Regions from separate parts of the Muntiacus reevesi genome. Here region 2 is linked to region 1. A link is a contact called in public Hi-C data. All regions are on one chromosome and are shown on one strand. Each heading gives the region's core, a stretch centred on a gene start, on an enhancer-like site or on the middle of the called end of the contact. The rest is flanking DNA. Distances are from core to core; before and after follow the strand shown. Region 1 holds the start of BAG4 (BAG cochaperone 4). Region 2 holds the start of NSD3 (nuclear receptor binding SET domain protein 3).

Region 1 (7,651 bases), core at 3,168-5,667:
CTTGGTAACCACCATCACAAACTGGCTTCCAGCAGAAATGAAATAAAGGTGAGACTTCCCTGGCTGTCCAGTGGTTAAGAATCCACCTTGTAATGCAGGCGAAGGGGGTTCCATCCCTGGCTGTGGAATAAAGATCTCACATCCACACCACAACAAACAATCCCACACGATGCAACAAAGATCCCACATGCCCCAACTAAGACCTGATGCAGCCAAACAAATCAATATCGTTTTTTGAAAAGAAATGATCCCTAGTTCTTTGGTACAAAACTAAACCACATCTTCCCATAAAAATCTGTTCTTCCTTGTTAATCCTAGGAAATACTAAAAATTCAGAATCCTTCTGTTTCTCCTGCAATCCTCACTTCCAGTTGATACACACCTTTGAAAATGTCTTTTCAATCTATGTAACTCATTATAAAACACAACCAAAAAATTAGATAGATACACGTGATAAATGTAATAAATGCTACTAAAATCTAGACAGTGGGTATGTGTGTCTTCACGTACAATTACAACTTTTCTATGTTTGAAAATATTTATAATAAAATGTTGAGGAAAAAACCTATCTACATTCAGACATTGTTCAAACACATGCCGTTTTCTTTTCTGACCTAATTTGGGAGCCTAACCTGAGCTGTCTCCCCAAACCCTCCCATTGTAACCATCCTGCAAGATGACTCCCAATGACCCCTGCCTTCTGTATGCACATCTGAGTGAAGATGCCTCCCACACTGTCCCGGGGTCAGTCTCCATGACTAGTAATGTACGGCATAAGTGAAGGTGTATCACTACCAAGATGAGGTTATAAGAGGCTGCGGCTTCCAGCTTCCGTCCATCTCGGCACTCTCTCAGATGACTTGTTCTTGGGGAACATGGGAATCACCCAGTTGTTGTTCAGTCACTCAGCCATGTCCAACTCTTCGCAACCCCATGACTGCAGCACATCTGGCTTCTCTGTCCTTCACTATCTCCCGGAGCTTGCTCTAACTCATGTCCATTGATGATACCATCCAACCATCTCATCCTCTGTCACCCCCTTCTCTCTTGCCCTTAAATTCCCCCAGCATCCTGGTCTTTTCCAATGAGCTGGCTCTTCGCATCAGGTGGCCAAAGCATTGGAGTGTCAGCTTCAGCATCAGTCCTTCCAGTGAATATTCAGGGTTGATTTCCTTTAGGATTGACTAGTTTGATCTCCTTGCTGTCCAAGCGACTCTCAACAGTCTTTTCCAGCACTTCAGTTCGAAAGCATCAATTCTTCGGTGCTCAGCCTTCTTTCTGGTTCAGCTCTCACTTCTGTACATGACTACTTGAAAAACCACAGCTTTGACTAGACAAACCTCTGTCGGCAAAGTGATGTCTTGTTAAAAGCTTTGGGCAGGGCCTGAGATACAGCATTTCCAACAAGCTCCTAGGTGATGTATGTGCTGCAAGCTTAGGAATCAAACTACAGCGCTGCAAGTCTAGCTAACAAAGTAAAAAAAGAAAAGAAAACAGCAAGAGGTTCTCCATTTTTCTCCTGCCATATTTAAATACATTAATATAGAGTCAAGCCTTTTTAATAGTTCAGAGCAGCCTCATCTCAACACGTTCAATTCCGTTGTGCAACACTTCTCAAACATGATACGCATATGCTTCACCTGAGGATCTTATTAATCTGTAGCAGCAGTAAGTATGGAGGAGGAAAGAGTCTGCACTTCTAACAGCCCCCTAGTGAAGTTGAAGCTTCCGGTCCATGGCCCACAGTTTTAGAGTACGGCTGTAAAGGGTTCCTATACCTTTTTAAAGTCTGACATGTTTGGCTATATAAAAATGCAAAACATATGTCAAAAACCACAAAAAAGTCAAAAGACAAGCCACAAATTTAGAAAAAACATTTGCAGTATGTAGGACATCACGTTTATTTTTTGTATGAGTTTCCTACTGCTACCTAAGAAATTATCATCAGATACTTTTTGAGTTTCAGAAATATCTGCCCGAAAGACTCTTGAAATGATTTACAAATGCCCATCATACATTCCAGCTTTATCCTCCACCCCTCCAGCACCATCACCCACCTGTGTGCACACCTGTTCTCCACCTTAACCTACAACTCCCTACATGACACTGAGATCTTAACTTCTCTAACCTTAAAAAAAAAAAAAAAAAAAAGTCACAAAGTCATGTCCAACCCTTTTGTAACCCCACGGACTGTAGCCCGCTAGGCTCTTCTGTCCATGGGATTTCCCAGGCAAGAACACTGGAGTGGGTTGCCATTTCCTTCTCCAGGGGATTTTCCTGACCCAGGGATCGAATTCTTTACTGCTGAGGCACCTAGGAAGTCCTCTCTAATCCTAACCAAAAACAAAAACAAAACATATTTTTGTTTTGATACCACAGCAAGTCCAGGCAGAGTCTTCAGCTCAGCAGGCCTCCCCTCTATCCCTTCAAGTTAGCCTCGGTCTAGTTTGCCTACTTACAGACCAAGTATTTCATCACGCTACTCCGTCATGGGACCAAAATCCCACAGCTCCTTATTCCAGATTTAGACAGAGAAATTATGGACCGTTCTTAACAATTAACCTCTCACTACATGTTTTTTCTCATACAATTTTTTTAAAGATATACCATAAAACTCACCCTTTTAAAGTGTACAATTCATGGTTTTAATATACTCAGACCTGTGCAGCTATCGTCATTAAATCCAGAATATTTTCATCATCCCCAAAGGAAACTCCATACCCTTTATCTATCTTCCTCAATGTCCCCAGGTCCACAGCCCCTGGAAACAAATTTTTCTACAGATTTCTATATCCTGGATTTTTCCAAAAAATGGATTCATACAATATTTGGTCTCTGCGTCTTCATCCATGTAGCATATGTTCAACGTTCATCCATTTACAGAATGTCTCAGTACTTCATTACTTTCTGTGGCTAAACAATTTCATTGCATAAATACACTGTGCTGTGCTGTGGTTAGTCGTTCGTTCAGTGCCGTCTGACTCTTTGCGATCCTATGGGCTGGAACCCGCCAGGCTCCTCTGTCCATGGGGATTCTCTAAGCAAGAATACTGGAGTGGGTTGCCATTCCCTCCAGGGGTATGAATATACTATTTTTATCATTTCTTCAGTTGATGAGCATTTGGGATATTTCCCTTTTTTGGCTATTATAAATAACGTTGCTATGAACATGTGTGTACAGGTTCTTATGTGGACATGTTTTCAGTTCTCTTGGGTATATATCTAGCAGCAGGCTTGCTAACAGTACACTTAACGTTTTTACGAACTGCCAAACCGTTTTCCAAAACACTGAACCATTTTACATTTCCACCAGCAATGTCTGGGAATTTCATTATTAAATTTCAACCAATGAGAATGTTATAATTCCTGAAGACAAGAACAGGTGTGCCCTCACCATAGAACCGTAATCCTCTACGACGAATATTGCATTAACAAAACAGAAGTATATTTCCGGCACGACGACACAAAATAAAATGTCAGAGGTCTGAATATATTGAGCAAGTGAGTTAACCTTTCACGGCCAGTAGTTCTTCCATCGTAAAACAGGAACCCTGTGATGACATCTACGTCGCAGTCACCGTTACGATTATATACAACCCACGGATAGGTGCTTTCCAACAGTAATGATGACCGGTGATTCAATGCCGGGCAATGCTTTAGGGGCAAAGGGCTAAATGCCCAGGTCCCTCCCTTTCCTTCGCGTTCCTTCCCAGCGGGAGGGGGCTGCGGCCACCTCCCTCCTCGGAGAGAGCCGGCCCCCACGAACCACGCAGGATAAATTGTTAGGATTGGAAAAGCAAAGCCAGGTCAGTCCAGCCCAACCTCGTCCCCCAGATGAGAGATTCACAGCCTGCTACTCAGCTTAGCAGGTTCAGCGCAGTTTTTTTTTTCCTGGTAAGAAGACATTTATTACGGCTGAAGCACAGCAGGAGGGGTAGAGAAAACACAAGTATATACCCCCACCCACGATCCTAGTCTCTTGTCTCTCCAAAGCCGTAATAGGAAAACGCACGAAACCCAATTCATTACGAACTCTTGGGAGCTGTATCAATCCCAATGGCCCTCACCCCCAAAGACTCCCCTATCGGACCCCCCCACCCCACCCCGGGGACCGGTGGCGCAAAGCTCACCTGGTGGCCTCCGCCAGCACGACCCGGCTCTGACCAGGCGCCTCCAGACGCGTAGTAGCCATCGCCTCCTCCGCCTTCCCCCGGCCAGGTGGTCTCCGCCGGGCCGCCCCCGCGCCCCCGCCAGGAAATGGGAGGCTGGGGAGGCTCGGGGCGCGGGGGGTAGATGGGCGGAGGCGGGTGCACCGGCACATCTCCACCCCCAGGCCCGTAGTAGCGGCCATAAGACGGGCCGTCACTGGGGCCGTAGCCCGAGCGCCTCAAGGCCGACATGGGCTCTGCCGCCCCCAGGCGCTTCCCGCCCCCCCGCCCCCCACGGCCGGCCCACCGCGCAGGCGCCGGCGGGGGAGCGCGAATGGACCGCAAGGAAAGGGGGTCGGCCTGCAACAGCCAATCCTAGGCCGGATCCCGCCCCCCTCCGCTTCCGCGTCCTGAGAGGCCGAGGGCGGTGTCCGTGACTCTGAGGTCTAGGAAGCAGGAGAACGAGTGTTCCTAAAAGGGAGAACACACCTCCGCACTGTCTGTGCAGTCTAGACTCCTCTTCCCCTTCTCGTCAGGGATATGCAAAAGGTATCCCGGGGCGGGGGTAACCACATGAACGGTCCCACCTCTTCCTGAGGGCGGGCACGTGATGCCGGAAGTGGGTGGGGCGACATGGCGGCGTTTCCTGCAGGCCCCGGCTACTGAAAGCCGGGGCGGCGGCGTTGGTCCGGGTCCGGGTTCCTGTCCCGGTCCCGCAGAGGTGGCGACCGCGGTAAGGAGGAAAGAGGTGTGGGACGCGCTGGCCCACCGCCGCTATACACTGCAGCTCTGTCTCTACTCAAAATGAACTATATGCCCGGCACCGCCAGCCTCATCGAGGACATCGACAGTGAGTAGCTCATCTCCTCAGAGTGAAAGTCTGGGGTGAGACCCTTCCTCCCAGGAGGGTGCCTCTTAAGGAGGAAGCCGATAGAATGAGGCCGGGCCGGGGGCGGTTTGTTTTTAGTGCAGTTCTGGACGTTCGGCGTTGGCATCCTCCGGAGGATGCCTGAGTCACGGGACACACCGTTTGCCACTTTCTCGCCTACTCCCTGTATCCCCTCTCTCGCAGCTTCCACCGGTCCCCCGGGCAAGCTGTAGAATTCATTTCTGCTTTTCAGGGATGCAGCTGCTGAAGCTCACATGTGAAGGTTACCGTTTCCCCGGTCCATTGTCTCTCACCTGTGGTATTTCGAAATATCAGGTGATTACTGGGTGGATGAATGAGAATTCTTAGAGAAAGGATTCTTGCAGAAACGAAAATAGTAATACAACAGCTACTGCTGCTGCTAAGTCGGTTCAGTCGTGGCCGACTCTGTGCGACCCCAAAGACGGCAGCCCACCAGGCTCCCCCGTCCTTGGGATTCTCCAGGCAAGAACACTGGAGTGGGTTGCCGTTTCCTTTTCCAATGCATGAAAGTGAAAACGGAAAGGAAGTCGCTCAGTCGTGTCCGACTCTTAGCGACCCCATGGACCGCAGCCTACCAGGCTCCTCCATCCATGGGATTTTCCAGGCAAGAGTACTGGAGTGGGGTGCCATTGACTTCTCCGAATACAACATCAGTTGGACTTAATTAGCACTAAACGTAAGGTTTATACTGTGTGGCCGTTTGCAGTCTTTTACCGTTTGGGAGTATTTAGCTTTTCAGACTAGGTAGTGACTTTTCCAGAAAGACTGAGTCACTTCAAACTTACTTTTTTTTTTTTTTCCTTTAGTTTTCTTTTGCTGTTAAGGCCTCCCTTATTCCCAGTCACTATCCTGAAGAAGAGCTCGGTTGTATCAGTTGTCTTTCCTTTTTCCAAACTCTCATCTGTGAGTTACACCTAAAACAACATTTTTAAAGTTGTGCCAATTGTGTGATCTGTCTCATTGACTTGTAATTGCTGCGAAACAGTTACACACAGTTCCAAACAAGTTGAGCAATCTGCAGTTACTGTGTATGTAAAGAGTGAATTTGTGATGAAATCCTCTTGCTATCGTCTGAAATCACTTTTTACATCCAAATTAGTGATTTTGCTACTGAAGGGAATGTAGTGTAGCTTGGATCAAATTTCTGTGTGAATAACCACTGTACAGGCCTGTCTGTAACATGTAATGAAATCTTTAATTCTAGTTGTCTGAGGATGGTGCCCTCACCTCTCTTGTTATGTATCTGAGTTATTTGAGATCCCTAGCACATCCTGTCATTCTACTAAAAATATTTGTTTTTCTCAAGTCTCTAACCTCTATTTTGCAGATTCCAAGCCCCTCCTTTACTGAGTGGTTTCAAATCATTTCATATGCAGCCTTCACTGCAACACACACACAGTTGCATTCTCTCTCCTCAGTCTTTCTGTATTTTCACCCATCCTCTCATCTCAGTTCCTCAGTTCCTCCCTTTCAGTCTGTGTGTTATTTCTCTATCCTTCCAGCTGCTTCTGGAATCCATTAATAGCCTTTTTCTCTCATATCTCTTGCTCCCCCTCATGTACTTGTCTGTCATATTTTTTTCAGTTATATTTCACCATCAAATTCCCATTCCTTTTTTCACATCTGTACCCCCAAACCTCTTAAATCATCTCCCATTTTAACTCTATTTCCTGGCTACCTGGAGTAGACCACCTCTATCACCCTACAATCAGATTTTTTTGTCAACACACTACTGAAACATCTGTCTAATGCATTTTTTCCTCTTTTTGGCACACTGATACCATTATCATATGATTGTTTATTTTCTTGATTTCTGCAGCACTGGTACTTGATTTTCTTATCTCTGTAACAGTTATTGTTTCCTAAAATAGATGGACTCCTAGGTTCCATCTTTGGCTGCTGCTTTCTTTAAATCTCTAAAAGAGTTCCTGGACTTTAATAATGATATCACCTCTTTGTGGACATACTGAAAATTGCTCCGTTCCAGACTTCTTTGGCCTTCCAGTCTTACATCTCCAGTTGCAGCTGACATTTCTGCACAGGTGTCTTGATACCACTTGAAAATCATAACAACAAAACACCTTCCACGGGATCTTGCTTCTTTCACTCCTAACTTTTGGTACATGGTCCTCCCTGACAGGATGACTCAAAATTCCTGCACCATCTTTAACCCATCTCTTCAGCTTCCCACGCACTCACAAACATATCCACATATACAAACGCACTTGGTTGACCAATTCCATCCCTTATAACTGCAGTGTCTTGATCCTCTCATCCTTTCCCTTCTCATCTCTGCCCTGGTTCAGGTCTCTTCTTCATGTCTCAGACTCTGGTCATAACCTCAAAACCATTCTCTCTTTTCTGCCAGTTGAATCTTCAGAGTTGTCTTGTTCCCCATGAAGTCACATCCAAACTCAGCCTGCTCCCAGTACTTTTCTGACTTCATCTCCTATTCCCTTCACACCCTCAACTTTTAGCCACACATTTGGACACACAGCTCCCTTTTCTACTGCCTCAATTACAGATTTCCCTCCTCTTCCCAGACCCTGTCACTCTTCCCAGTCCCTGTCACTTTTCCCATGGCCAAAAATTA
Region 2 (7,651 bases), core at 2,833-5,332, 170 kb before region 1:
TTTTGTGCCCCTTGTGCGTTGGTGGGCTGTGTTTGCTGTGGTAGGGTCTGGGGAGGGGGAGAATCTTTGCTTTTTTGGAAAGGGGATGGTGCAGGCAGTGGGACCACGAGCTTTGGCGGTCCGAGTTTATGGAAGGAAGGCGAGGAGCATCGGGGCGCAGGGTGCTGAAAAGAAATGAGGAAATGAAGCACAGAAGGAGCGGGGGATGGAGGCTGAGCTCAAAAGTTGAGGCGCGGGTAGGGGACCGAGGTCAGGGGCTGAGGAGAGAGCGGGAAGATGGGAAATCTGGGTGCCGATGGGAGGAGCAGGATACGGAGGGGAGCGGGCTCCGGAGGAAAACAGGCGGGCGCGGTCCACCGAGTAACAGCCTGAGGACTTGGCCCGCCCGCCCCTACCTCCTCCGGCCGGCTCCCGGAACGGCTGCCTCAGTCCTCCAGTGCCTTCCCAATACCCCTCCACCCCCGGCTCCCCCAGCTAGAAGGGCCAGAAGCCAAGTCTCTATGGCTCCACCTCTTTCCTCCGCCATCACGTCACTGTGAGTGACGACACCACCCGCCAGTCAGCTCGCAGATTCTGGGGCGCGAGGGCGTCCTTCGCGGTGGCAGCCTAGGAGGCAGCGAAGTCCAGTTCCCACCGTCGAAACGACTCGTCTACGGGGTTTTGTTCAAGGAGTTGTCTGTGCTGGGAGGCTCAACCCTGCCTGCCCGTCTTCTGTAGGCTGTGGATTCACATCCGTCCGCTCTCCCCCACCGCCAAAACCCTTTCTTGAAGACTAGATGGAAGAAGCTCTTATTCTACCAGTAGCGTAATATGCCTGATAGTCGCCATGGTAACCATCTGGGAGTCACCAATTACATCACTTCGAGTCTCCCCTTCCACCTTCCAACTCCGCAACTGCGGGCGGGGAAAAATAGCAGGGAGAGGGAATGGCAGAAAGGGCGGGAATGGTGAGGAAAACATTCCTCTCCTATCTCTAGGGTCAAAAACTGGAATATTGTGAAATCTGCATATGGAAATATGAACTCCACTAAAGAAAACTGCTTTATTAATATTCTCCTAGCAAACACTGTTTATGTTCAATAGTGTAGAAATCTCAGTATTTAAAATGTATATTATAGTAGTTGTGCGGTTACATTAGCACTGCAAGTTTGGGGGCACTTCATTTCCTAGGTTGGGGAACTGAGTCATTTTTGGAACGTGAAAGATGTAAAAATGTTTTCTCTCCCCAGTTATCTCTACCCATCCATTTTATCTGACTCTAGAAGGAAAACACAATTTTGGTGGCTCTCCTTTGAATAACACCAGACAGGAAGGAACCGCTTTCACACGAAGGCTTCTCTTAACATGTGACTGACCACAAACTTTATTCATCTGGGCTGCGCATTTGTAAGAATAAAAGCTGACGGGTATAAAATTTAATTCTTTAAAAAAAAATGAAGGCAGCTTTTAATCCACAAAGCTTTTTTTTTTTTAGCTAATAACCAAATAGATCAACTATGTTAAATGGGCAAAACTTTTCGGTGTGGCCACTAGAGGGCCCATTGTGCATGTCTGATAGCCAACTTTCCACATAAAGGCTTCCCTTCATGGTCTCTTGTTTTCTAGAATTAAAATCTATAAAGCTTTGGTTTCTGTACCTTTCTTTCCCTGAAAATTCCCAATGGTAAATTTTGAACTCTAAAAGGCTAGGTAGGTACACTTTTCACATTAATTTCATAAATTAATCACTGCATTATCATGCACATGTACTTTTCTGGAAAAGATCATAAAAGATGCAAAAATATTCCTCTCAGTTCCCTGGGAGACATTTTATACCGGGAAATTATTCTTATTCATGCATTGTATTCATTTACAACCAGGCACAGTGAAAATCATTAAGTATTCATAAACCAGACGAGCTATTCCAAACCCAGTATTTGAAAGATGAGCTAGACTTTCTACCATGGCCATATGTCAGCAATCCCATTTTAAAAAGGAAGGGTTAAGAATCTTCCTTATTGAAATCCATTGGTTCAAAGCAGTGTCTGCCTTCTGTTACCAGACCTGGTGGTTTTTTTTTTTTTTTTTTTTTTTACTTTCAGGATAAGTTATCATGTAATGAGCTTCTTAATATAATCTTCAGAAGAGAAAAACAATTTTTTTCTCCCTAACCTTGGCCCTGAGAATTGTAAATTGCTTTCTTAATGAGCTATTTGCTTACTTTCTATGAAGAAGAGAAAGCATGCTCTGAACCTCGTTTGATGCTAAAAATAGAAATTATTATTTTTAAGTTATTTCTCTAAATATGGCTCCAGACCAAATATTATTGACAATATATATCTTATGCAGGAAAAGACTGTGCATTTACTTCACATAAATTTAAACTCTTGACAGCACAGCTTTAGAAGCAGATTAAAATAAAATCCCTGGGAATAATTTTCCACATTCTCCTCAAAGGGACAATCCAAGTGTCAGGCCAAGGAAACGGCTTATCAACAAAGCAAGAAAGATACAGGAAGATGGAAAAGAAGATGGAGGTAGAAAGGATCTTAGGAAAGAAAAAAAAAAGACCAATTTAACCTCTCTTTCCAGGAGGTAGAATCAAACATTTGAAATAAGTTCACAAATCCCCTTTGGAGATTTGTGTTCTAAAAAGACATTTAAAACAAAGAAAATGTGCTTTTATTGATTCATTTAACTTCTGGTATCACAAGCATAGCAACCACACAAGTATAGGTGTATAAATAGTTAAGGATAGTAATGGAGATCCTAATTCTGAATATCGTAATTTAGCATTATTAACAGGGTGGTTCTTTTTAAAAACGAATCCATAGTTAGTAACCATGAAAATCATTGATATGTAGGACTTTTTAAATTTCCTGTTTAAGTGGTATTTACAGAAAAAGATAGCAGGAATTGCCCGTAACAGTACCAAATAGGTCCCGCACTGTAACGTCGGTGGAGAGTCTAACGTCTAGTGGGTGATATGACTTCATGATTCTCGGAACCGAGTATTGGTTTCCTCATCTCACTGCCTGTGTTTCCTTTGTACATTCACGTCTGCGCTGCCGCGTCCTAAGTCATTATCCCCAGGCCCCAGGAAATATCACCAAACCGTCACACTCCTGCAAGACTCGTTTACCGTGTCACGCACCTGAGACCTTCTATTGTTTCACATAAGTTTCCTAGCATGGGGGTGGGTGGGTGAGTGGATACAGGGTAACAGAGAATCTCGATTCCCGCTTCCTCCCTCTCCTTCCAGCATGCGTGAGCCTGGACGAGTACCAACGCCCCCATCCCTCGAAGCGGAGGTGTGGCCGGCGAGCAGGCGAGGGCCCGGCACGTGATGGGCGGGGAGCCCTTGGGAGCCCTCGGGGTCGGGGTGCGGGCTGCGCCGCCTTTCCCCCCGTTACCCACAAGCCTCCGGGCCCGCGGGGCGAGCAGGAAGCGGGCGTGCGGGGGCCCGAGGCCTGCCCGGGAGGCGTCTGAGGAGAATTGCCGTCCGGGCCTGGCCCCCAACGGGCTCCGGTCTGAGACAGCCGGGTGGGACGCGGAGCTCTTCTTTGACAGCGGTCGGGCGGGAGCCAGTCAGGGAGGCACAGACATCTCTGTCCCCTTCCCCGCCCCTCCGCCCCCGCTCATCTTTATCAACCGGGCGCCCGTCTGCAGGGGGATTTCTAAGGTCTGGGGACGGCCTCGCGGTGTCACCCCGGAGTCCCGCCGTCGGGTGACTGACAGACGCTGTTATTTCCTCAAGCATTAAGGAACACGCACGAGCACACTTCGGCCTCACAGGCCCAACCTCCACCCCGTCCTCTAGTTTTGTTTTGTTTTTCACTCGGCCTTCGCATCGCGCCTTCCTGTCTCTCCGCCCGGATCGCCTGCGGTCTCACTTCTCGTCTAGACTCCGCCGGGCGGCTCGCGTTTCTGGCTCCCCCCACCCCCACCCCCGCCCCTCCTCTCCACAGGCTGACGAGCCTCTTCCTCCTTTCGGCCCTTGGCGCCCCCAGCCCCGGACTGCATTTCCCGGCAGGAGCCGCGGCCAGCGGCCAATCAGCGGCTGAGGATTTGGCGGCGGCGGCGGCGGCGGCGCCCGGAGAGTCGGAGTAGGGGGGGCTTTGTGCGCGGCGGCGGCGGCGGCGGGAGCGGGCGGCGGCAGCGGGCGGCCAGGACGGAGGCGGAGGCCGAGGCCAAGGGGGACTGTCCACATTGATCGCCCGCGGAGAGGCGCGCGAGGCCGCGTCGAGCACCGAGGACCCTGCTGCCCCGGCCCGGCCGCCAGCCACGGGCTCGCCTGTGGGAGCTGCAGCTGCGCGGCGACCCCCATCCCTCCGGCTCCGCCGCCCACCCTCCTGCCCACAGTCTTCCTCCTCTCGCTGCGCGGCCGGCCCCGGCCCGACCCGGCCGTGGCCCCCTCCTCGGTGCCGGCCGGCCATGGCAGAGGCGTCCGGCGCGGGGGAAATCTAGCCCGGGGATTTCATGAGGCCTAGCTTGGTTCCGCCTCCTCCCGCCGTGGCCCCGGCGGCTGCCCGCGCCCCAGCCCCACTCCGGGCCTCCGTGTCTCTCCTTTGATCCTACTGACACGGCCGGGGGGTTAGAATGGAACAAACTGAAGGTAAAGTGAATGCGCGCGTGTATGTGTGTGTGAGAGAAAGAGTGTGTGAGGGTGTGTGTATGTGTTGGAAGGGAGGACTGTGGAGGGGACGACGAGGAAGGGGCGACCTAGGAATGGGACCCGGGTCGGGAGAAAGACCTTAGCAGGAATGGAAGGACCACTGGGTGGCCCGGAGGGGCTCGAGGGGGGTGTGGAAGGATGGGGCAGGGTGGGGGTGTGGAGGGGATTGGGAGGTGGGGCTGGGGAGGTAGCGACTGGGATGAGGGATGGAGTGGCGCTGAGCTGGGAATTGGGAGTAGAGGTGGGATGGGGGCGGGGATAAAGATGGAACGGGGGAGGGGGCCGGGAGCGAGGAGGAGAGTTGGGTTCGGAGATGGGAGACCTGGGCGGACTGTGAAATAGGCAGGTTTGGGGGTGGAGTGTGTGAACTAGAGGAGAGTCTGGAGGAAGGAGAAGGAATGTGATGGAGAGACAAGGCCCCAAGGGAGCTCTGAGGGAATGGAAGTGGAGGAAAAGGTGGATTAGGAAAAAGGGATAAGAAGTGATTGAGACAGGATGCAATTGGAAGATAGGAAATAGACTCAGGAAACCGGGAGACCCAGGATTGGGCTCGGGAAGGAAATGAAGTGAATGTTGACAAGGGGTGAGAACTACGGACCAAGCGTCAGAGTGGAAGGAAAAGAAGGGGCCAGGGGGGTTGCTGGAGTGTTAGGGAGGGAAAGCCTTTTGTTCCTATATTTGTTATTCTGTGCGTTTTCTTTCAAGGCTCGAGAATGGAGAAGCTAGTGGTTATGGTGTTGTGAAATGGAGAGGTGTGGGTTTTACTGCTTTGAGGGAGGAGGAGGTGTGTTCCTGTAATGGTAGCAAGACAGGGAGAGCCATGGCCATAATTTGATGGTTTTGGTGAGGGAGTGAAGACTATTCAGATTTAAAGGGGGCAGGGGCAGCCATGTTTGCTGCCAGGCACTGCAGTGTAAATAAATTCCTTCTTGTCTCCGACATCAGTAGGAATCTGGAAGGGGCCAGTTACGATTTTTAACCCCCCTTCTTTCTATTCATGAACTCTTCCCATGCATCTTGGGGTCATATAAAATTATTCATAACCACCAAAGGAGGTAGTAATGTTTTCCATCTTGTGTGTTTCGCTGCTTTCTCCCACCTCTCTTTTCCCTCTTCCTTCTGGTTGCGAACACGGCATGCTAATGAGCTGCAGTGTAAAATTTAACCCTTTTAATAAAGTTAAAAGTATATTTAATACTGGGTGAAGGAATCATAACTAGTCTATTTCCAGCATGATCATGAAAAGTCTTTTAAATATTGCAAATGCATTTGTTTCAGAAGCTTCCGAGGCAGTCAACGTGTTTTTTGCAATTCTTTGAGTAAACAAGGAAATTGCCTGGGTTGTTTTACTTGGTCTTGTGCTCTTGGCACAGCACTGTGTGGGGGAGAAGAGTGGATTGGAGACTCCTGTGGTAGAGTATCTACTTTCCATAGTTTGAGTGTTGGACAATTAGAAATGTGTGTATTTTTAAATGGTTTTTCTGATAGCTCTTGCTTATAGAGGATGGGTGTGTTAAATGTTTTCTTTTTTAAAATAATCCCTCCTCCATCCCTTCCCTTTGCTTTCATACGGTTGCTCAATACAATCTCCAAATGTCAGTTCAGCACAGTGCAGTGATCTGTGAAGTAGGCATGCAGATCTCAGAGCATCATTCAGGTACCAGGTTTTTTTGGTGGAAACTTCAGATCACACTCTCCAGGAAAGCAACAGTAACTCTCTGATGTATTCAAATGTATCTACTTGTGTGATTTGAAAATAGTTACTATTTTAAAGGTTTAAATACTAACAAATTTAGATAAACTAAGTGGAGCCTGTTTTCTTTTCATACTGAAAAGGATTAAATTGTGTGAATGACCTTTTGTTTTTGCTGTATTATTGTAATTGGGGAAATCCAAACTTTAATCCATCATATTGATATTGAAATTGTTCTCTAATACTGAGTAAGGCCTGTTAAAATTTTAATATGATGGACTCAAACCAGTTGTTCTACATTTTGATTTAATCTTAGTGCATTATCCTTTCAAGTTGTTAAATAGAATTTTAAGATATATTCTTGTTCTTTTGGAAAAATTAAATATAATATTATTAAAGTGTTACTCTGGGAGAGCACTTTCAGAAGAGGGGTTAGATTTACAGCTTGGAGTGTTTTTGATTTGATAATATTCAGCCTGAATTTTTAAAGAATCTTATGAGGAAAAGCTACTCTCAAAAAAACCATTCAGTATGCTTTTTTGGGGGAATTTCTTTATATGGTGGTTTCATTTTTATATCTCCCGCTTGATTGACATGTTATTTGTAGTTAATTTGTAAATGAACTAACAGTGCCATACATTTTTAGGAAAATGAGAGATTGTTGTATATTAAAATAAGAAAAGATTCTTGGAAGCTTGCATTACTTAAGAAAAAGTACTCTTATAAATTCAGCCTTTTGTAAAGATTCAGAATTTTGTAAAGAGAAAGGTGCCCTGCCCAGCTGCCCTGAGGATTCTGCTTCCTTGGCCAGGGAGCCATGTAATGAGGAAGGCTACTCTGGATAGATGATTCTTAATTAAAATCCAGAATTTGCATGTCCAGAATTAGCTCACTTGCGGCCTGTGATAGCTTTTTTTTCTTTTAACTTTAAGTTATTAGATATGTAATTTCTTAGATTGATCAGATTGAATGAGTTTTGGGTAAAGGAAATTGGTTGCCTTGAGGTTGGTCATGCTTGAATGACTTGTCAAAGTCCTCAGTCAATTGTCTGATTCTAAGTATCCAGAAACTGGGTATTCAGTTTCTGGAGTTCATAATAGTAACACTAGTAATAGCTGCTGATAGTTGTTGTCCTGTAAACATGTGCTAGGCGGAGTGACTTTTGTGGATGATTTCCTTTTATACTTCCAACAGTTGTGTGGGATTAGTACTATTAACTCCTTTTTTACAGGTGGAGAAATTGAGCTAAATAACTTAATAACACACAGATGGTAAAGAACAAAGCCAGTATATGAACCTAAGTT

The links. Hi-C and Micro-C count contacts between places; a contact is called where the count stands out from the background.
Region 2: a Hi-C map of muscle shows a contact between it and region 1, with 5 times the contacts expected there. The contact joins the promoter of NSD3 here to the promoter of BAG4 in region 1. A contact is called at or near these places in 2 of 3 Hi-C or Micro-C datasets (blood and muscle).

The regions. Positions count from the first base shown.
Region 1 is chr10:74,072,296-74,079,946 of mMunRee1.1, reverse strand. It overlaps BAG4 (BAG cochaperone 4), which reads right to left and starts at 4,417. Exons shown (of 5, transcript XM_065946604.1): 1 at 4,131-4,417. The coding sequence starts at 4,400. It overlaps LSM1 (LSM1 homolog, mRNA degradation associated), which reads left to right and starts at 4,761. Exons shown (of 4, transcript XM_065947269.1): 1 at 4,761-4,998. The coding sequence starts at 4,953.
Region 2 is chr10:74,242,537-74,250,187 of mMunRee1.1, reverse strand. It overlaps NSD3 (nuclear receptor binding SET domain protein 3), which reads left to right and starts at 4,082. Exons shown (of 24, transcript XM_065901540.1): 1 at 4,082-4,594. LETM2 (leucine zipper and EF-hand containing transmembrane protein 2) reads right to left here and starts at 450. Exons shown (of 10, transcript XM_065947549.1): 1 at 396-450.